Regions from separate parts of the Mus musculus genome. Here all the other regions are linked to region 2. The links are chromatin contacts, called in public Micro-C and promoter capture Hi-C maps. All regions are on one chromosome and are shown on one strand. The core of a region is the stretch at or near the end of the contact, and the rest is flanking DNA. Distances in the headings are between cores, read along the strand shown. Region 1 has its middle 18 kb from the start of Gm31482. Region 2 holds the start of Cdca7l (cell division cycle associated 7 like). Region 3 holds the start of Rapgef5 (Rap guanine nucleotide exchange factor (GEF) 5).

Region 1 (4,316 bases), core at 1,213-3,712, 400 kb after region 2:
CTCCCAGCGAAGGCCTGTTTTGTACACTATAAAGTTTACCCTTGCGTTATTCAAATGCTGATTTCTCTGCCATCATATCTAGTTTCAATCCAGACTTGGCACTGTAATGCTTATATCAAGAATCTCCTGTCTCTCTATCAACCAACCAGACCTCCTAGAGCTCTCAGAGACTAAGCCATCAACCCAAGAGTACACATGGTTCCAGCTGCATATGTAGCAGAGGATGCCCTTGTCAGGCATCAATGGGAGGAAAGGTCCTTGATCCTATGAAGGCTCGAAAGATGCCCCAGTATAAGGGAATGATGACAGGGGGGTGGGAGTGGGTGGGTAGGTGGAAGGGAGGATGGGATGGGGGTTTCCAGGAGGGAGGAAACTGGGGAAGGGGATAACCTTTGAAATGTAAATAAAGAAAATATCCAATTTAAAAAAAAAGGCACACACACACAAAAAGAATCTCCTGTCTCAAGTTTGTATAAACTGTTCTTACCACTTATTCTTTTCCTCATCAATAAATGCTGACCACCCAATGGGTGGGCAGAAGAGAGAATAGAGTGGGATGTTCCACTAGCAAGAGGAAGGAAAGAGGGAGATTCAGATGGGTGAGAAAGATGGAGGAATTGGAGCCATGAAGAAGGGGTGAAAAGGTCAGCTCAAGAACTTTGGGAAGGTCATGAAACACTCACCCATCCAGAAGGGAGGGGCTACTTAGCATTTCTCAGACCACAGGTTGGGCCCTGGTAAGCTAAGGCTCCCCGGAGTCTTACAGGGGTCCAAGAGAAGCAAATCAATAATAATATACAGGTATTGTGGGAAGGGGCTGGGAGGTAGCCAGATTGGTAGACATTTAAGGCACATCATTTGACTGCTCAGATAATACGGTAAATAAAATTTATTTATTTTAAATAAATCTTGTTTCCCCTGGGACGTTACTGGGGATTAGCATGAGGTGAATAAATACAGCCCCCAGATTAATTCACCATTTACATTTATAATAAGAATAATTTATTTACATTCAAGCTTTCCCAGTATCTTTGGTACTTGTGGCTCCTCCCAACACTTCTCACCCCACTTCCTACCCTAAACCTCTCCCTCCCAGGGCCTGGGCTTCTGTTTCCCTTGCCCCAGCCTGATACCTACATAACTCAACTATTTTGGCCTGGGCCGGGCCACCTCTTACTGAGGTCCAGGTCCACTCTCTTTCTCTCCCTTTCTGCCTTTCTTCTCGTCGTCTGGTTTGGTCCCTTGGCCGTGTTCAGCCTGGACTCTTCTTCCCTCTGCCTGCTTTCTCCCTTTTATCTACAATAAATATCCCCATACTTTAGGAGTAGTCACATCCTCCTTTTACTCGTGATTTCATTCACCTATCTCATTCTCCGCACTGTGAGTCATGGCTGGGCAGGGCCCAGTGAAAACTGGCAATTAATGTCTTTGCTGATCTGGTTCTACCGTTACCCTACCTGTGTGCCCTTATTGTGCCTACTTTGGCACGGGGAGAAAAGGAGAGGGGGGGGGGTAAAATGAAATATGCAATCTCTTCTATTTTTAGGGAGGTGTCTTTGGGAATCACACCCACCCATCCTGAGGAAGCCCACAGACAAAATGTCCCATCAGCCTGGAGGCTGCCTTAGCAGACCGTGGCAACAGGAGACACAAGGACCCCAGGCAGAACAATAGGGTGGATTGTGCCTCTCACGGGAATTTTACTTCTGACTCTGAATAACAAGTTTTGATCTCAGGCTTGCTGCCAGCTAGCAAGCGAAACCCTTCCAAACGTAGGTTTCCCCCTGGAGACTTAAGAGTTTCACCTAGGAACTTGGTGTGGATGAGCTATGCTATGCACACAGTACGGCCATGTAAAAACGGTCAGGAAACTCACGGTCCTGAGCTATTAGACGAGAGCTGGGACATGACGACAGCTCCCACTAAGCCAGCAATTGTACAGCCTGCCCTGTAAGGTGTGCGTTTCCTGCGGGTTGGATGGGATCACGGTACAAGGGAGCCACAATGACGACTGTACTGGTCGAGCTTGAGACCCATGATCCAAAGCAGAGAGGAGAAAGGGGCCCTTGTTTCTGCTGCACAGGTTCATCTCAGACGCCTGGATGGTGGGGCTAACTAGTTTGAGAATATCTGGTCAGGGCTGAAGGAGTTTCTAAATCTTTCCATATTGTTTTCAAGTGCAGCAGCACAGGTTCTCTTGGGAAAACAGCAGAGTTGAGCCATACAAGGACAAAGACTCTTGTCTGCAAGATCGCATCGAACCCCATTGTGCTTTCAGGTCAGGCCACTGATATCTGAACTCTTCAAGCTGTGTCAACCCCTCTCTCATCTCGTCTCCTGGTGCCGTGTGAGGTGCTTGAAGGAGCCAGCGGCAAAGGAAACTATAAATGCCCTTCCTTGTCCCCTCCAGCTGGCGTCCCTCAGAGTCCGCTGCTCAGGCGCAAAGAGGGAAGCACCTGCATCTTTCTGGGCACCTCCCAGCATGAGGCTGGCTTCCGGCCCTCAGCCTTTGAACGTTGCTTTGTGTGACCTCTCCACCTCTGTGGAAGCTGAAGTGCTCCAGCCTCCCTGCTGCAAGTGCAGGGCACCAGTTTCAGCCTGTAGCTCCCCCCCCCCCCCCAACTCCCGATTCCTAGGGCCAAGGAACCAAAGCAGCAGAGGGTAAAAGAGGGAGGGGTACAGAGGAAGGGGCGTGGCTTTCGGGAAATGGCGTCACTCTCCTGATTTCACTCTGTTGGGGTGGAATGAAACAACCACTCATCATCAGTGAAGCTTCTTTCCCCTTGATGAACTGGAAAAGCTATAACTGGAGGACTTTTCAAAAACCAATCAATGAATAAATAGTTCCATTTCCCCCGCTTGGTTTTTATTTATGAAGTGTGGGCTGAGAGATCCCTTGTGGACATTTTAAACACAGAGGCAGGTCACAACAGCAGCTAATGGTCAGTTGTAAATGGTTCTGCAGTATGGCTGTCACTCAGAATGAGGCATCATTTAAAAAATGAGGCTGTATGTGAGATAAAGAATAATTTAAAGGCCCATTGGATGACAGTATTCACACTTCGTTGAGCAGAACAGCCAGGTAGTTATTTAAAAGACTCTCGCCAGGTTGGGAGTCTTACATCTCTAATCCTAGCACTCTAGAAGCTAAGAAAGGAGGGTCTATGAGAGAGTTCAGGAGCAACCTGGGTTACATAAGTGATTTCTCAGCCAGCCTGAGCTACAGAGTGGGACTGTTAACAAACCAAACTAACACCCCACATAGACCCAGAAGGCTGGTTCCTGGCCCCTGAGATTTGATTCTATTGCTAGAGGCCAGGAACAAAAATTAGCCCTTGAGTCTGTAATTCCAACCTAGATCTAACTGATCCTGACTGTGCTTTGGAAAGAGGCATCAGCGAGGACATAATGTGAGATATTCAGCCAGAAGCAAACGGAGTGGTGGCTCAGCAACTGTTTCCTGCCCCCAGGACAGTAGTTTGGTTCCCAACATAGGCATTGGCTGGCCTCACAACCACAGACAACTGTACTCACAAGCACATACACCCAAACACACACATGCACATTTTTTAAAAAAAGAAATCTATATGTTGAATTTGAGAACGAGAGCTCAACAATCCATTTTCACAATCCCCCAGATGATCAATCATACCTCACACTGAAGGCAGAGAGGCACTTGTCCCAACTCTCTACAGACACTGATGAGCAGACTGCTCTCGATCATTTTGTGGAAAAGCAACCTCGTGTGCAGAATTCTGCTTTTTCTAACAAGCACATCTTGAGACAGAGTTAGAGCTGTTTGGAACATGCAGGCTTTACTTCAGAGAGAGACTAACTCCAGGGTAGTCCTCAAATTCAACCTCCCCAGTTTCTGTGTCTTTGAAACAGGAATGCTGCCCACTCCATTAGGGTGCTCTGAGGAGTGGAAAAGCTGGAAAGCCTTGAGCCAGTGACTGGTGCTCAGCAGAAACTCAATGTATAATTTTCCTTAAACTAATGGGAATCTGGAATGAAAAAAGATTATCTATGTATGTATCTATGTATGTATCTATAAATCTATAATGTATCTATGTATGTATCTATATATCTATGTATATATATATGTATCTATGTATGCATGTATCTATATATCTATGTATCTATGTACATATGTATGCTTGTATCTATCTATATCTGTCTATGTATGTATCTATATATCTATGTATCTATGTATGTATATATGTATGCATGTATCTATCTATCTACCTACCTATGTATGTATATATGTATGTATGTATGTATGTAATGTGTGTATGTATGTATGTATGTATCTATCT
Region 2 (4,045 bases), core at 843-3,342:
ACTGCTGTGTGAGAGGACAGTGTGCTGCCTGCTGGGCCCTGTCACACCGGGGGTGCAGCCAAGCTGCCTCTCTGGTTACTTGACTATTTATAAGGCTAGAGACTGGAAGATTGCAAAATTTAGCATCTCTCGGTTCAACGGTCTTCTCATCTGCACTCACCTGCCACCCCACAGAACCACTCACAGACCATGTCAATGAAGATGACTGTGCTCACTTTTAAACTATGAGGAGCTTACAAACAGAAAAAAAAATTCATCTTAATTTGTGCTACCAATTAAGAGATCTTTATAGGTGTGTGTATGATCATCTTATACATAGTAATCTGCCCTAATTGGTGTATAATGGGTAGGATGTAATTTGTAGATTGCCCCCTCCCCCCCCCAGTAAATAGTTTATTAAAGCTTCACAGTGTAACAATAAAATGTTCCGGTCTAGCTGCACAGTTTAATACATCCTGAATTTTCAAATGCCCTGAATACAGGGATCCTAGTTGCAAAGAGCTTTCCAGTAAAGTGACAGGTTTTGGAAATGATACAGTGAGTTACATTTTCTGAGGAACTACGAAAGCTCCTGTCTCTTTCCACCAGGCTGGAGCTGCAGCCCAGTTTGCAGATTTTGCCTAACATGCAGGAGGCCCAGGGTTCACCCCCAGCACATCATACACCAGGCATCCAAGCAGGGAAAGAATCCTGAATCTAGAAGTGGAGGCAAGATCTATAATCTGCTCTACAGAAAGTGGAGACCACTCTGTGATGAATGAGACTGTCCTGAAAAAACAAAGCAATTTCACTTTCCCTTTCCAAAGGTGTTTTGTTACTTCCTGGAGAAGCTCAGGCTAGCCACGTGCAAAAGCAAAACAAAAACAACAACAAAAACCCTAAAGCCTGAGTCTAGCTCAGTACAGTTTTTCTTTTCTCCCTTCACTGGTGAAACCTTTTAAAATACTTTCTCACAAACCTCCACTTTCAGGACATTCTCAGCGGTCACTAACTGGACAAAGTGGCCACTGGTATCTAGCCAGCTAGCTAGTTCTCTAATTTGCCAGCACAAAGGTAAGTGCCAGACCTGGGCAGGCCAGGTCTGGTAAAGCTTGGGCGCTGTTCCACCAGGCTCAGAGTCTACAGGTAGACTACAGGGGTAAACGCAGTTCAAGAAAGGCTACATTCATGTAAAATATCCCGCACCCCACGAGCAGGGGGCTGGCCATTCCTTCTCTTTTCAAAGTTTTTCTTAGTTCATTTTTAAAAATGATTTGCTTATCACTATATTAAAAAGTGTGTGTCTGTTTAGGTGTCTTGTGGTTGTCGTTTTTTTAACAGAGTGATAATTTTAAGTAGAGAAAAACCTTGAGACTGTAAACTAACAGAAATCACAATCCTGGCACGCAATGACCCTTTGGAAGACTTATTCTCAAGTGTTAGTGAAGTTTCAAAACTTAAATTAGACCCATAATGCATAATGGATTTGCCCTTCGCTTAAGATTTGCAATCTTGAAGTTGTTTGTTAACTTGGCCTAAAGATGTTACTTACCATTTGCCAAGTAGTAAATTTATTAAAGTTCTAGAATAAAACCTACAGCAACTCAATAAAAGACTGGTATAGTGTGAGTCTCGAGATTTCTTTCTTTCTTTTTTTTTTTTTTTTTTTTTTTTAATTGCTTTTTTCTTAATCTTCCTGACCTCTGGTGCCAGTTCCGGCGAGGAAGGGGGTTGGGGAGAAATTGCACGCTGCCCTCCCGCGCGCCCCTCCCCCAGGTCTCGGGGCGCTGCACCCCGTAGCTCCCGGCCTGCAGCTCCAGAATAGGCATCCCCACCTGAGCCCCGGCTGCAGGGGCCAAACCTGCAGACCCGGGGTGGTACAGCAGGGAGCCACGCGCACTCCTACAGGACCTAAGTTCCCAGCACCCGGCCCTCCGCGTGGACCAGCCCGGCAGGACAGGGCGGGGCGGGGCATGCAGAAAGCGGCCGGGGACCAGGGCTGGGGGAAACCCTCACCTGGGAGCGCGTGGCCAGCTCCATCTTCCCTGCTGGGCTCACTTCCCTGAGCCCTGCACGCGGCCACCCGGGCTGGCGCGGCCCCGAGCACGCAGCGCGCGGAGTTTGCCGTGGAACAGCGCACTGAGTTCAGATGGGGGGGACAGCGCGGCTCCGCGCGCACCGCGCAACCTCGCACAGCCTCGGGCCACGCGCCCGCACCCGGGCCTCTCCACCTGCGGTCCAAGCCTTAAGGCCGGCGCGGGAGCGCGCAAAGGGAGCGCGCGACCGGCATTGGCCGGCGTGTTTGGTTGCGCGGGCTTCCCCCTACCGCGCAGGTCCGCGGTGGAGCCGTCCGCTCAGGTTCGCGCGGGAGACTCAAGCTGAGGCTGCACGCGCCTCTGAGCTCCGGGTACCTGGCCCGCTCAAACTCCGCAGCGCCAACCTCCGTGTCCTCGTGGCCTGAGTTCCAGGAGTGTTGCGTAGAGGCCGCGGAGCTGGCTTTGCTTTGTTGTTGGTAAGGGGCGTGGTCTGTGCGCCTCCGAAAAAGTGGCTGCCCAATTCACTGCAAAAGCCAATCACCCAAGTTTTCTAACACTGGGCAGAGGGCGACGCAGCACCCTGCACACCACACACTACAAGCAAGACCTCCGTTCTTGCCAGAGCTCCCCAGTAAGTGCCTAGATGCTAGTCACTAGCACCTACTCACCGCGGAAATGCTGGGATAGGCCTCCTGACTCAGGAATAAACAAAAACTATCTACTAGGTTGAACTTTATGGACTGGGAGCCATTACCCCCAGGATAATATGAATAACCATAGTGATAACGCAAATCTCATGATGATGATAATTATGTCACCATCACTAATTTGATGGATAATTGAAATGATTAGTAACCTAATTCCTACCACTGATTAAAAATGATAAATCTAATAATGAAAGTGCATGGACATGTAAACTTGGAACAAGTTAGATGCCATGAGGGACTGGGGAATGGTAATCTAATGGCATGGAGTGGGCTGGAGGCATCAAAGACTTAGAGCTTGAGTCAGTAGCCTGAGGCATTTAATGAGTGGAGACAGTGGGAGGCCCAAAGCAAGCCTGAGGAGCTGAAAAATGACAAGTGGAAAGGTTTAGCACAGGATGGGGTCATGAGGTGATACAGTAACAGCTTGCCTGAGTAGAAGTTTATGCAGCCAGTCTCAGCTCCTTGGATCCAGTACTCATCCTTCTGTTGTTGCTGAATGAATAGTTGAAGTTGCCAGAATGTTCTCTCAGGCTTCAGGAGGAAACGTCAAGGAAAGAGGTGTCTTGCTTTCTTCGTTAGTTGAGCAACATGTTACCAGTGTTGGGGAATGAAGTTAAGAAAACAGTGTCTAACTTTAGAAATGCACATGGCCTGGCTTAGTTGCCTATAATCCCAGTTCTGTGGAGGCAGGGGCAGGAGGATTCTGAATTTGAGACCCTACCTCAAAACAGAAGAAAAGAAAAATGCTTTACTTCTCCCGGATAATGTGTATTATTGCTGTGACTACTTCATATGTAGTATTTCCTAGAATTCTCTCAACATTCATCCAGATACCCCTCGACAGCAGCGTTCCACCAAACCAGAAAACATTTTCAGGCTTCTAGAGTACACCCAACATTCTTTCTCCCGTTTTTCTTTTTGTTTCCTTAGGTTGCCAGGAAGAACAGTAAAAATGTATTAATCAAAGCTAGTTTTAGTCTAAGATAATTGTATCTTCCTGTGATCTAAGGGCTGTGTTTGCAGTTATTTCTATTATTATTTCTACTGTAGACTACATACAGCAAATCCCTATTGTAAAGGGAGCATTGGTTTGAAGTAGCAAAGCATTTGGAACCTAGCTATCATTGGGAACCTATTTAGACCACTGGACCTTCCCACTTTAGAAGCCTTCATTATGCAGCCTATGCTTGGTTACTTCCTGTCAGCTTGACACAAATGTAAATAGACCTAGGAAGAGGAAATCTCAAATAAGAAATTGCTTTCAACAGGTTAGCCTTTGACCATGTCTGTGAGACAGGTCCATGCCATCCCTGCATAGGCAGG
Region 3 (4,433 bases), core at 1,260-3,759, 310 kb after region 2:
CACTTTTTTACAGTTGATAAACTGTAAGCTATAAGATGAAATAAACCTTTCTTCCCATGCTTTTGTTTATGGTGTTTTATCACAGCAACAGAAAGCAAACTAAAATAGTCTCCCCTGAAGCAGAAGGAGGGAGAAACTGATAAAAGTGGGAGTTTCCCAACAGTGAAAAACTTGACACTCAATCTTTTAAGAGAGACATGCATTTAAGCTCTTAAAGAACTAATACAATGTAGTGTGACTGAAGAAGAATTAGTAAAGTAGCTTGTTTGAAGAGCCCATATACAGAGTAGTTTGAAAGTTAGGGCCAGTCTGCATATTGACAGGGCAAACATCATCATCCCAGGCAGCAAGAAACTAGAGTCCCTGTGTAGATGAATGCTGCAGATGGATCTGTGGACAATTCCTGTCACAGACTTCCCGGCTGCCCATGTCTTCAGCATTCTGTGCCGTGGAAAAGTAACTGTCAAGGATAATAGGAACACAATTTGACCTACTTTCTCCTAGATTCTTGCAAAGTCTATAATTCTGGGTCTTGTGTTTATTTAGCCACCCTATCTTGAGGACACACTTCCTGCCTTTCTTTGTAAGCAATCCTATACACCACACATCAAGATTACTGTGTGGAGTGGATGGAGTTAGGGATTCTTATGGAAGAGTAGGGGAAAGGACTGAGGTCCCGAAGGGGTTAGGAACTCCACAGGAAGACCAAGAGAGTCAACTAGCCTGGATCCTTGAGGCTCTCAAGAGACTGAACCATCAGCCAGAGAACACACACAGGCTGGACCTAGGCCTCCCTACACATATGGAACAGATGTGCAACTTGGTCTTCACATGGGTCCCAAACAACTGGAGAGGGGGTTATCCCAAAAAGTGTTTCCAGTCTGTGGGCTATATTCTTCTAGCTGGACTGCCTTGTCTGGCCTCAGTGGGAGAGGACGTGCCTAGCTCTGCAGTCTTGATGTGCCAGGGTAGGGAAAAAAACCAGGGGAGCCCACCCACTCAGAGAAGGAGAGGGGCGAAGTGTTGTAGGAGGAGGTGACCGGAAGTGGGGGGGCAGTGAGCGGAATGTAACGTGAATTAAAAAACCATGATTACTGTGTGGGCAATTCTAAAACTTTCCTGGTGGCTGACTTAAAAATTATCTAATTGCATGAGAGAATCCTAAGAACAATCCTTTAAGGTAGCACCGAAGAAGAAAATACCTAGGAAAGGGAAAACACAGCCTGGAGAACAAGAACTGTAGCAATTCAGATCCTTGCCCATCTATAGGAAGCCACGACAGAACAAATGCTTCCTCAGCCCTTAGGTTTCCGCAAGCCAATAACATCACAGGAGCTGTGAGTCTCCAACTACTGTCTCCTTTCATGACATATAACTAAGACTTCTAGTCAAAAAAAAAAAAAATCACACCATTGTTACGATTTTTCAGTAAATACTACATAATAATCAAAAAATAATTTTTAAAAAAAGTATGAGTAGGATGTACCAAGGTATTCCCAAGCTCTGCTGAGTAGGAAGGAAGTCAGTGAGAGCTTACTGGGGCTTTCTTGAGTGGCTTGAGGATCACCAGGATGACAAGCAGGCCCTCCTTTTAACATAAAAAACATGTCTGGCCTGCTCAGGTCGTGAGATGCACTTACAACACAAGGAATGCTCCTTCACCAGGAAGTCATATCTGAACACACCATCAGAAAGTCGATATTTGAGATTCCCGGGGGTCCGACCCTCTCCCGCTCTAGGGGGCGTCCCGGAGTACTGAGTGCTCCCAGCGCTAGCAGCTCACCCAAGCTCTTCCAACTCCTAAGTCTCCCCCTCAGCAGTGGCGGCTGCCAGGGCAGTCCCGACGCCCAGACACTGCTGAGTCTTCCAAAACAAGCACGCACGTCGCAGGCCACCTGCAAACAGGACCTGCGGGAGGCCTAAGACTTTCTGTGAGACGGGGCTGGTTGACTCAGTCACCGGACACCTGCAGCTTCCCCACAGAAAGCAGCAAACAGCCCTTCTTCCTGCGATGCCCCGGCGCCCGGGTGCGCTCAGGTGCATCTAGGGGGAAGGGTGGCCGTCGCAGCCCGAGGGGCGCCCCCTAACCCCGACGTCCCAGGCCCCGCTCCAGCGGAGTCCCGCCACCTCCCCAACTTCCAGCCACGGCGTGGCGGGCCCGCGGGGCAGTCGAGGGCTCCACGTGCGCGCCCGGGCCACTCACCCGGGCGCCGGCGGCGCTCCGCTTCCTCCGCAGCGTGAGCCCGCTCCGCAGCAGCGCAGGCAGGTCCCTGAGGCGCGGCCGCAGAGACGCGGCGGGCGGCTCGCGCTCCGGCTCCCGGGCGCTCGGGCTGCGGCGCAGAGGGCCATCGGCCGGGGCCGCCGAGGCCAGGGCCGGACTCTCGCAAGGCGGCTGCATCTTGACAGAGCCCACCGCCATCCTGATGCCCTGACGGTTGCGGCGGCGCCCGCGGCTGCTCTCCTCCGCGCTCGCCTCCGCGCCTTCGCCAGGCAGCGAGAGGGCGCGACTGCGGCTCAGGCGCGGGACGCGCTGCCAGCCGCTGCCCATTGGCGCGCGCCCGGCTGGGAGCCTCGGCCCCGCGCACCGCCCCGGCCCCGCCCAGGTGCTCCCCGCCCCGCCCCGCCGCTCACCTCCGGACGGCTGAGACACTCCCACCGCCCGCGGAAGGGGCCCTGGAGCGGCGAGTGCTCTGAGCCTGCATAGGTGCGCCATTCCCAAAAACCTCCTCCCGGACCCATTCCCCCGAGTCTAAAAAGTCCCTTTGCTCCAGCCAGGAGTGGCCTGGACTGCGACCCAGAAGGCTCAGAGGTCTTCCTCCCTCCGGCGCTTAGCCTAGCCCCACAGCACAGTCGGTATCCTAGAAAATGTTCAGAATTGGTTTCTTGGGACAACATTGCCCACTCAGTGGTCGGTAGGCGCGCTCCTCATAAAAGGGGGAGCGGAGAAAACTAGTTGGGTTTGATGGGTGCTTAGTAAAATAGGTGCAAGTCTGGTGGCCCGAAGATGAATCTCTGTTGACATGTTGGAACCTGACCTCCCTGGAAGCCTTCTGTGTCTGGTGAATGTGCTTGGTAAACTGTAAAGGCTTAGCGCAGCATGAATCACTGCTTATACAATTCCAGGAGGTAGGAATTGTGGAGTGCTCAGTGGAAACCATTCCAGGAAGGCCTTCAACTCCAAGGGGTTGTGAATCTTCAACAAGGCCTTTAACCCCTCAGCACTAGGACGCTGAGACCCACTCTTTACCTATGACCGCCAAAGATCTGAAAAACCTTTAAAATGACAAGTAAGGATCCTTGACAAGGTTACTATCTCACACAGCAGATGTTTGGCCAAGTGCACACGGGAAATGTGGCCGAGTAGGGAGAGTGGAGATCTTGCCCTTAAGAAAAGGGAAATTCAGCCTGATGTAGATAAATACTAAGAGGAAATCAGGTAGTCCCTAAACTCTTGCTAATTATCAAGTGAATGTAAATACTAAAACCTCCTGGGAAGAGCAACCTAAGCCAGGCCAAGAAATTTACACAATGTCTTAAAGCTTAGAGCCCTTCAAGGAGATTTGAAATTGTGATTTCAAACTCTTAGGTGGCTCACATAGGGCCAGAGGGAGCCTTTGGACCTGGAGGCTATGTCCTGTTAGAGAAGGGTGATGTCATAATGAAGAAGTCGGGGGAAATAGAATTTGTGTTGTCCGCTTACTGCAGAAGACTTACATTTTGTCCCCTTAACCTATGTACATTTATTGAGAAGGAGTCAGTAATGAGCTCTATAGTCTGTTATGGTTTCCAAATGTCTGTGATGCAGATTTATCCAAGAATGAAACTCTACATCTGTATCTCTAACATCAGTCTCTTGATTTTTAGGTTAAAATGTGCCAGCTAAGGGGTTGGTACTTGGTTCCAAGGAGTTCCCAGGACACTCCTAGTTAACATTCTGATCTGTGGGGCCTTCTGCCAGTCATATCATCCCTGAGAAGTAACATTTGAATTATCTATGACTTCACTCCGCTACAGAAGAGATCGCATATGTTCTGTCTCCTAGTTGACATTCTCGGTCTTCACACATGTTCAAGCAGCTTTTTTTCCTTTGGCTTTTTGTTTGTTTTTGTTTTTGTTTTTGTTTTTGTTTTTTTTTTTTTTTTTGAGTCTCCTGTAGCCCAGGCCGACCTGAGCACCGTATGTAGCCGAGGATCACGTTGAACTTTTGGCACCCCTTCTTTGTCTTCCAAGTGCTAGGATTACAGGCTTGCACTGTAATCCTAGATTCACAGATTCACAGATTCACAGTTTTCAATATAAGATTTAGGAGTTTGAAACTTACACCATAGAGTCTATAGAATCGGCCATGCCATGTATCTAAGGCACAACATCAATAAGGACTTTTGAAAAGTCTATTTAGGTTAAAGTAATAAATAATAAAGGCCACACATACT

Evidence for each region. Promoter capture Hi-C pulls out the DNA fragments that hold promoters and counts their contacts. Hi-C and Micro-C count contacts between places; a contact is called where the count stands out from the background.
Region 1: a Micro-C map of embryonic stem cells shows a contact between it and region 2, with 2.6 times the contacts expected there. The contact joins the enhancer-like site here to the promoter of Cdca7l in region 2. A contact is called at or near these places in 4 of 39 promoter capture datasets (the C10 cell line, embryonic stem cells and neutrophils), 2 of 484 Hi-C or Micro-C datasets (embryonic stem cells and regulatory T cells), 2 of 115 datasets of contacts at active chromatin or transcription factors (embryonic stem cells and large pre-B cells) and 1 of 9 other capture datasets (liver).
Region 3: a promoter capture Hi-C map of pre-B cells shows a contact between it and region 2, with 2.3 times the contacts expected there. The contact joins the promoter of Rapgef5 here to the promoter of Cdca7l in region 2. A contact is called at or near these places in 4 of 39 promoter capture datasets (the C10 cell line, liver and pre-B cells) and 2 of 484 Hi-C or Micro-C datasets (both in embryonic stem cells).

The regions. Positions count from the first base shown.
Region 1 is chr12:117,445,662-117,449,977 of GRCm38.p6, reverse strand. No RefSeq gene overlaps it. Among named protein-coding and RNA genes, the nearest start is that of Gm31482, 18 kb to the left of the region's middle. Within about 2 kb of position 2,462, at least 123 of the 459 cell types and tissues checked have an H3K27ac peak or open chromatin away from gene starts, as enhancers often do. A contact at or near this core is called in embryonic stem cells, neutrophils and regulatory T cells, where this site is marked.
Region 2 is chr12:117,841,908-117,845,952 of GRCm38.p6, reverse strand. It overlaps Cdca7l (cell division cycle associated 7 like), which reads right to left and starts at 2,092. Exons shown (of 10, transcript NM_146040.1): 1 at 1,996-2,092. The coding sequence starts at 2,019.
Region 3 is chr12:117,532,004-117,536,436 of GRCm38.p6, reverse strand. Rapgef5 (Rap guanine nucleotide exchange factor (GEF) 5) reads right to left here and starts at 2,509. Exons shown (of 26, transcript NM_001373989.1): 1 at 2,204-2,509. The coding sequence starts at 2,419.